2 separate regions of the Sus scrofa genome follow, and region 1 is linked to region 2. A link is a contact called in public HiChIP or PLAC-seq data. All regions are on one chromosome and are shown on one strand. Each heading gives the region's core, a stretch centred on a gene start, on an enhancer-like site or on the middle of the called end of the contact. The rest is flanking DNA. Distances are from core to core; before and after follow the strand shown. Region 1 holds the start of MEOX2 (mesenchyme homeobox 2). Region 2 overlaps AGMO (alkylglycerol monooxygenase).

The links. HiChIP or PLAC-seq counts read pairs in DNA pulled down with a chosen protein or histone mark.
Region 1: a contact with region 2 is called in an H3K27ac HiChIP or PLAC-seq map of skeletal muscle. The contact joins the promoter of MEOX2 here to the enhancer-like site in region 2. A contact is called at or near these places in 10 of 47 Hi-C or Micro-C datasets (embryonic fibroblasts, fetal skeletal muscle, heart right ventricle and 6 more) and 1 of 2 datasets of contacts at active chromatin or transcription factors (skeletal muscle).

The regions. Positions count from the first base shown.
Region 1 is chr9:85,007,626-85,012,082 of Sscrofa11.1, reverse strand. It overlaps MEOX2 (mesenchyme homeobox 2), which reads left to right and starts at 2,144. Exons shown (of 3, transcript NM_214121.1): 1 at 2,144-2,660. The coding sequence starts at 2,147. LOC106504971 (a long non-coding RNA gene) reads right to left here and starts at 1,640. Exons shown (of 2, transcript XR_001298980.2): 1 at 26-1,640.
Region 2 is chr9:84,891,806-84,896,421 of Sscrofa11.1, reverse strand. AGMO (alkylglycerol monooxygenase) reads left to right here. Exons shown (of 14, transcript XM_003130179.6): 2 at 1,595-1,875; 3 at 3,274-3,404. The coding sequence starts at 1,750. Among named protein-coding and RNA genes, the nearest start is that of AGMO, 37 kb to the left of the region's middle. Within about 2 kb of position 1,666, at least 19 of the 83 cell types and tissues checked have an H3K27ac peak or open chromatin away from gene starts, as enhancers often do. A contact at or near this core is called in skeletal muscle, where this site is marked.

The DNA of each region.
Region 1 (4,457 bases), core at 895-3,394, 120 kb before region 2:
AACATAACGGCAAAGAAAGCCTTACCGTCAAACGCTTGCAGCAGGTTCCAGCTCAGACCCAGACTGGAAAGTTGAGCAGCTGGTGAACAAAAGTTTTAGCCTTTTTTTTTTTTTTTTTTTTTTAAACGAAGTCTGCAAAACTAATTTCCCTCAAAATAGGGCTCAATTTCCGTTAAAGAAAGCCGCGCTTACAAATCTCAGAATTCCTGATCACCCCCACCCCATCCCACCTCTGAGCACTGGAAAACAATTCGAACTTTCACACGGATGTAAAGGTTTATTGCGAAGACACTATTCTACAGGGCCACTTAAAAGAAAAGGGAGATGGTCAAGCTGAAGCCTGAGGGACAAGGCTATGGAAAAGGTTCTGCCTTGGTGACACTTCTCAAAGATTAATCAATACTCTTTCCTAATTCAAACCAGATGGCTGTCCCAGTTTGCTGTCCCCATTAATCCCATTAACAACATCAAAGACTTGGTCCCCGCCATCCTCTAGACACCTGAGACAATGAAAATAACAGGGCAACGCTGCTGGTGGTATATTTGGGATCTCAGGCGAGATAGGTGAGCGCAGATATTCTCCGGATGCTACACGTCCTAGGCAGGACTCTGCTCCTGCAGCTCATTATGCGAGGCCGGCACACTTGCCTTGTGTAAACGATTTGGCCCCCAGCAGACAGCGTCGCCCCTCAAGCATGTGGCAGTATCAAAGCCCAGCAGCTGCTCGCATTAACTCACTGGTGGCAAGTTTTCTACTAATTTTCTATGATGCAAGATTGTAACCAGGGAGACCCAAGGTACCAGGTTTAATGAACTTTAAGAGGTACCGAAGTGTAATATTTTTCAGTAAATGGAACCATGGCGGGGGGCGGGGGGAGGAGGTGATGGGTGTGATTAGCTGATGTATTTTTGAGGGGAAGAGAGGATGGATTTCTGGAGGGAAACAAGGGGAAGTGGGCTAGTTCCTGAGGGGAAAGACTGGAAATGTGCGTAAAACATGCACATCTCATGTGACCGGGACGAAATCGCTTGGGCATATTCCTGACCCAGGAAAAGTTCTTCTTGGGGGACAAGTGACTAAGAAATGGAGTGGGACCAGGAAGGCAGAGGGGTTGGCCCTTTGAGGAAAGCAGAGGAAGAGACCCTCCTAGTACCACAGGTGAGGATGCCCGGGGTCTGTACATCTGCAGCTGTCACCGCCTCATGCGTTCCTTCGCCCCAACAGGCTCCTCGCGGCACTGGAGAATGGGCCTTTCTTGTCGGTGGGACACTTCTCAGCAACCTCGGATACGCGTCCGAACCCAAGAACAACCCACGCATAGACACTAGCCATAAAAGCTAGAAGCGCCACTGAGCCCTGGGCCTCAGTTGATGCGAAGTTGGAGAAATTTATCTGAGTGCGCTCCAAGCTAGCGCACATCTTTTTCCTGAATCCCACTGCTCTTTTCGTGCACCTCCAGAACTAGGCGCACCCCTAGCTTTCCTGCAGGTGACGATACCCAAGTGGCAGTGACAAGGCATCTTTCAAGAGAGACTTGAGCAAGTTCTGACCCTGGGTGAGCGCTTGGGGCAGGCGGGCGCTGCGGCGCGTCTGGGCCCACCGGGCGGAAAGGTGAACGGCTGCTGCCCTAGGCTCGGGTTTAGGAGACCGGCGGGTAGCTTACAGTCTTGCAAGTCTGGCAGGGGTGGGCGGGCGTGGACACGCTGCGTGCGTCCAGCCGGCGATAGGAAGTGGAACTGGGAGCGCAAGGCGCGGACTGAGAGGGAGTTTTGGAGGGAGTTTGCATGTGGTCAGCACTGGGCTCCTAAGCCAGCCCCCAGCTCACGTTACACTCTATTTATAACCTCTCAGAGCCATTTCCCCCTGAATGCAGTTCTCTGGGACCACCTTCTTTTGGCTTCAACCTCTCCCACTCTTGACATCTGAGTAGCTCAGAGGGAAGCTCCTCCAGGTCCGAGTGTTTATATGTAAAGGAGACTGGCCGCTAGGGCTCAGGACCGGGATTATCCGAGCTCTGCAGAAACTCGGGCGGCTATTGCTTTGAGAGGGGGAAAAGTCACACGGTTTCCAGTGACAAGTGACAGAGGGTGGTGGCGCTTGGAACCGTCGTGAAGTCTTCTGCCTGGAACCCGAGACGTGCATGCTATGGAACACCCGCTCTTTGGCTGCCTGCGCAGCCCTCACGCCACCGCGCAAGGCTTGCACCCGTTCTCCCAGTCCTCTCTCGCCCTCCATGGAAGATCTGACCATATGTCCTACCCTGAGCTCTCCACTTCTTCCTCGTCTTGCATAATCGCGGGATACCCCAACGAGGAGGGCATGTTTGCCAGCCAGCATCACAGGGGGCACCACCACCACCATCACCATCACCACCATCACCACCAGCAGCAGCAGCACCAAGCTCTGCAAACCAACTGGCACCTCCCGCAGATGTCCTCCCCCCCGAGTGCGGCTCGGCACAGCCTCTGCCTCCAGCCGGACTCGGGAGGGCCCCCGGAGCTGGGAAGCAGTCCACCGGTCCTGTGTTCCAACTCTTCCAGCTTGGGCTCCAGCACCCCGACCGGGGCCGCGTGCCCGCCAGGGGACTACGGCCGTCAGGCGTTGTCACCCGCGGAGGCGGAGAAGAGAAGCGGGGGCAAGAGGAAAAGCGATAGCTCAGGTAAGGGCGCGCCGGCACCCTCCGCGAAGGGGGCGGAGAGATGACAGGGAAGATTCTTACACTAGAATGAGGCGGCAGGCTGTACCGTACAGGTCTTTTACTCTCTGACTCCCTGCTGCCAAGTTCCGCGAGGCTGCTTTGGTCCTTTTATTTGAGGGCACGTGTTTCTCCTAGGGCAAAGCTGCAGCCAACTGCGCTAAACTATCCAAGATTCAAACTAGTTTACCAGAGGGTTGAGAAAAAAGGACAAGTGACAAGTATGTGAAATCGATTGCAAAGCGTGACCTTCCATCTGAGTGATGGGGAGGAAAGTGCACCCTGGAAGACAGCGCCCGCTGGGCGTGCGTGCTGGTGCCTTTCCTTGACTTTTCCCTTGTAAGTTCCCAACTCTGAGTGGCTCGATTTTTCCCATCGTTAACTGGATTTCCAAATTATTGCACAATATTTGGAACTTGCAGTGGAACTTGGCAGAGCATATGAGAAAAAAAGTTTTAGTTTTTTTTTTTTAATTCTGATTTCAGAGTTCTTTAAATAGCACCCTATTCCAAATGGTAAAAAAAAAAAAAAAAAAAAAAAAAAAAAAATACCCTTTCTTAGGGGAGAGGGCATAATCTAGGAATTTAGAAGATTTTAAAGAATGTGTCAGAATAACTAAATACATGTTTAGACCATAGAGAAAAGAGGATTAATAGTGCTGTGTTCTTGTGATGCTAACCCAAGAGAGAATTTAAGGTTCAAAAGTGGACAGGAAAATCCCCAACCAGTGGAGTATTATCCGAAACAAGAACTGGGAAACAAACAGCAGCAACCCAGGTACCGCTAGTGAGGGTGCGCACGGGAGAGGTAGATCCAAGTAAAGATAAGGAGCTGCCACGCAAAAGGGGAACCTTACTGAACGCGCATGCCTGAAGTTACAGGCTGCCAGCTAAATTTTAGCAATACAGAGAGAACAGTTTTGCGGGAGACTGTTCAAAGCCCTTACCTATCTGTATTCTTAGGAATTGTTAAAAGATGCTTTACCTTTAGGGAAGTTGTGAGTTTTCTTCTGTAGCTGAAACGCAACCTTCGTTTCATCTTTGTGTAAACTCTCGTTTGTTTAATGTAATACTTACGTATTTTCTTTCTTTGTGGAATGGGTTTAACAGTCCTGGGAGATAATTGTAGATATTAGTTTGCAGGATTGGAAATTGTTTATCCTTTATAATGCTTTAGGTAAGATCTCACATGAAAGACAGTGATTGAGCCGCGTATTTCATGTTCTTTTGGAGCAGTGGTATCAATTATTCTTCAGCGTTAGTATGGGATGGATTCTTCTATCACAAACTCAAAATCTAATTTTTGCATTCCAAGGTCAGGAATGAACTTCTAATGCCTCATCACAAACTGATTTAGATCCAAGAAAGTTACCAGCAGTATCACTCATTTTTTTTTTTTTTTAGTGGTTTTTACTAACCATAAGTGAAGCATTCCTTAGACAGAGGGTTAAAAAGGTTAATCATAGCAAGAGGTTTTCATCTTCATTGGAAAACAAAAGTCAGTTTTAGAATATAGTGATCATTTTATAAAATCAGCTTTTGATACAAATGTAACTTTTCTGGAATAAGATCTGAGTTCAGGGTGGTCACCATCACTTTTGCAATTACCAGAAGCTCTTACTGTTCATTTTACTTTCTGTTGTGAGAAACTATGTGAAAGAGGTTTCTTATGCTTCCTCAACTGAACCAATGCACTTAAGTTTCATGGGGAAAATTGATATTTTCATAAAGATACGTTATTTTGGCTGAGGAGAAATAAGGA
Region 2 (4,616 bases), core at 417-2,916:
TGACTTACTTCACTTAGTATGAGAGTCTCTAGTTGCATCCATGTTGCTGCAAATGGCATTATTTTGTTCTTTTTTTGTGCCTGAGTAGTGTTCCATTGTGTATATATAACATGTGAAAATTTGTTCCAATAGGAATAATGTATTCAGGAATAATTTGAGCATGCCATCTATGCTTGTGTGTAATTTTGTCAGGGAGAAAGTCCAGGTAAATACTAAAGGTAGTACCTAACTGAATAGAAAATCTTAGGAAGATACAAAATACACACATGTACACATGCCTTTAAACCAGTGTTCTCAGTCCCCATGAATGTCATGAGCCATGGTATCCAGATCTCTTGTTTTACAACTTCATGCATGATTTCAGATAAGTCTCCTTCCATACTCCCGGTAACTCACAATCTGTGCCTCTCCCAAAACCCACTTCCACAAACAAATTGCTATGTCAGGTCTTTTTCAAGATTAAGTACCATGTTTATTGTAGAATTTATGCATTTCTCCACCATATAACATTCATGTATAAAAATATGCCACCACGTTTTATTAGGCTCCAATTTTTTTTTCTCCTATGGACCATGAGGAAGTTTCTGAATATTGCACCCTAATCCCATTTTTCTCATTAGCCCCATGGTTTCATTGCATAGTACAGTGATTTTTAGCAATAAATATGTCATATGGTAGTGCACCTGACTCTACATATACCATAATGTTAATGGTGTCTGTGGGTAATTTAATTGTTGCTTATCTACAGTTTCTTTTTATTTCTCCCCAATCATGTATTAATAGTTTAATAAATCTATGTAAACATTTTTAAAAGATGAGGTGGTAGCCAAAGGATGACCAGAGCTATTCTGGGTTGAAAGCTAATCAGAAAATCTCCACTTACTCACAGGCAATGCAATTCAGTGCCCTCTAGTCTACCTAAGAGAGGCACAATCAACCTATGCTCCTCCTGGAAAAACAGAGATAAGATCTCTTAGCAACACCTTAACAGCTTCTTCAGAATCCATATTAGTGCTAAGAAGAATACAGATGTGAATAGTTGAGAGTCCATTAAACAATGCTAATCAGATAATAAGCCACATGCCCCTAAATTGATTTGCAAACATTCCTAAGTTAACATGATACAGATCCAGAAATACATAGGCACTCACTAGTAAGATACTTTCAGTACTTACTGACTTTCAAACTTATTCTTACTGAGATTAGAGCACCTTGTCTTTTCAGGAAATATGGCTGTGGGGAGACTAAACATGAACACAATGTGGATTTCAAAAGAGAGTAAAACATGTATTTTCCTTATGTGATTTGAGTCTTGAATTTCCGCCCACTTTTCCAGAATGAACTTTCACTTGCTATCACTTTTTTTTTTTTTTCTTTCTCCTTTCCAAGCAGGTATCATATGTTTGTTTGTTTGTTTGTGTTTTCTTTTTTTAAATGATAAGTTACTCCACTTGCTGCCAAACTGCACTACCTTTGATTTGGGCAGGAGCCCTTCCTCCCCACCCCCTTTCCCACGTGCCCATTTTTGGGACTGTGCCCAATGAACTCTGAACTTCTTCCTGATCCTTGTATTTTCCTGTCTTTCTCTACACAGATCTGCTGTTGGCTGTACTCTATGGAGCTTTGTTTCTAGCTGTTCTCTGACAAAGGGCTTGATCTGTGCAGCACATCTCGTCCTCTTTGTTCGCCTCTGGCTTCAACCACTGAATCACCAAGTACTCTCCAGCTGGGAGTCAGACAAGGGCAGAGATGAAGAACCCAGAAGCCCAACAGGATGTTTCGGTTTCCCAGGGAATTCGCATGATGTTTTACATGATGAAGCCCAATGAAACGTCATTCCAAGCCCTAGAAGAGGTGCCTGATTATGTACAAAAGGTGAGATACCCTGGGAAGAGGCTACTCTTGCTTTTCTCTTCATAAGAAGTAAGTTAAACACATTTTAAGGCTTTGTGCACTTTCGTTCTTGAAATAATTCTAATAAACAATAACTGTTTCAAAAAACATGGAGCAAAAGTGGAATTTCCATTTGAACTGAATTTCTGTACCATATCCACAACCATCTTCTATGAAAATTTTCTTCCCTGGAATGTCACTGTGAAATATGATAAAAATTTTAAAAAGTTTTCCTGGATACAAATAGCATTATAAATCTAGCCATTAGAAACTCAGTATCAAATTGTTATATGGTATTAGTAAACTTTGTAATAATTTTGTTTCTAAAGGGAAAACTTGTCTTCCACCTCCCAGGAAACCATTTCCTTTTCATTTTAGCAAAGTGCTTCTACAGAATGGATATACAGCTGACTGAGTTCAACCCTGACTTCCTAAATTTGAACTTAAACCAAGTTTTCTTTGAAACTCTCAAGTGTTCAGAGGCACTTTTTACTTCTGGTTCCTGGCTGTGATTGGAAATGGAAATAACCAGAATTAGAACTTGAATACTGAAGTTCTCCACCCTGTCAAAGTTATTCCTACAACACTTACTAGTTCAGACCAGAAATAGAAAAAAATGACATCAGAGGATATGTTCTTGGGAGTTCAGTTTAGAAAATTTCAAGGCTTACCGTCAGCTTCCAAATGGAGTAAAACCCATAAAATTTTCAGGATTTTTTAAAGAAAAAAATGTGGTACTCACATCTTCATAAATCATTACTTTTATATTATAACACCAAACCTAGTCCAATATTTGTCATCAATAGTGGATGACAAATATTTTTTCTATTATATAAGAAACAATTGAATGACTAAAACTTGAATGATGTCTAAAACATTTAAAATGACCTTATTCTCTAAAATACTCAGAAGCAAAGTTTTTGTTCTACAGTGTCAATTTTGTTATTCTTGTAATTCTAATATGAAAGACTAGAATCACATGCATCTTTAAGGAAAGCCTTTTAATGTGGATCTTTCTTAGTCATGTAGACTATAGGTTTCTGATTATTGCTCTTACTTTAAAATGTATTTTTTAGATCTAACTTGAAACACATCCCTTCTAATCTTATTATTTTCTTGGCAGAATTATCATGGTTACATCCATGGTTATTTTTCATGTCCAAATCAGATGATGGAATTTGAGCACCTGTTTAATGTGTGACTGAAATGATCAGATTTCTTTGCCTGTTGGGAGGAAATTATCCTCTAGGATAGGTACATACCTTCTTCTACTATGAGCTATCACTCTGGGCCTCCCACTTTGGGAATGACTAATCAGGAAACTTGGAAGAATTTCATACGGAGCACAATAGCATCTCTTTTCTGCAATTTCCTTTCCAGGCAACCCCATATTTCATTTCCTTGATGCTGCTTGAACTGGTTGTCAGCTGGATACGCAAAGGGAAGCCACCAGGTCGTCTGGATGATGCCTTAACATCAATGTCAGCTGGTATTCTGTCTCGACTTCCAAGGTAAGTTAGATGGTTAACAACATTGAGTGAATAAACTGAAATCCTCCAAATAAGGATAAAAAGAAACTCATCATATGTGGAATTCATCTATTTTTACATATATTTCCCAAAGAACTCAGTTACTGTTGTTACTTAAATTTTTGATATTTTGTTCATCATGGGTTTTTTTACATTCATTATTAAAAATATTGCTCTAGGAGTTCCCGCTATGGCATAGTGGGTTAATGTGCTGGCTTGTCTTTGTGGAGGTGCTGGTTCAATCCCAGCCTTGCTCAGTGGGTTAAGGATTCAGCTGTGCTGTTGGTGGCTTGGATTCAATCCCTGGCCCAGGAACTTCCATATGCCATGGGTGTGGCTGAAAAAGAAAAAATATTGCTCTATGTATTATTTATCTTGATTACTGAATTTCTTGGTGCCTCTTTAAATTTTGTGGGCAAGGCATACATCTCACTTACCTTACCTTAGTCCTGGTCCTGAGTTATGTTGTAGTTTTCTACTGGAAAATTAATGTGGCCTCAGGCAGATTCACATACTACTAGAGCAATCTGGGGTATGAACATTCTCTGGTCAAAGTCACAAAAAGCTCTGGATTACTACAGTGGTCACCCAAGCGATATCCCAGTCTTTAGCCCTACTTCATTGCAGCTAAACATTTCCATAATGTGAATCTGGTGGAAATTCTTCACAGGTTACTTATTGCTTGAGTGTAATTTATTTCTTGATCTATGAAAGCATTTGTTTATCCAGTCTTGCTTCTGGTCTCTTCATTCTTCTCCCCCTAGTGTTGTTTTTTCTTTTGTTTTTTTTTTGTTTTTTTTTTTTGTTTTTTTTTGTTTTTTTTTTTTTTTTTAGGGCTGTACCTGCAGCATATAGCAGTTTCCAGGCTAGCGGTTGAATCAGAGCTACAGCCACTGGCCTATACCACAGCCACAGCAATGCTGGGTTCTTAACCGCCTGAGCAAGGGCAGGGATCAAACCTGTGTCCTCCTGGATACTAGTCAGGTTCATTTCCACTGAGCATGACAGGAACTCTCCTTTTTCCCCTTTTGCAATAGTTGCTCCTTCCATACTCTGCTCTTGCCAGATGTCTCAAATGACCATCCACGTGACCAACACTCACTCATTTCTTAAGTCTAAACATGAACTTTTCTTGAAGAGTCATCCTTTTTAGCAAATCTTACCTGTATTCCAACCTCTGCTATATACCACTTC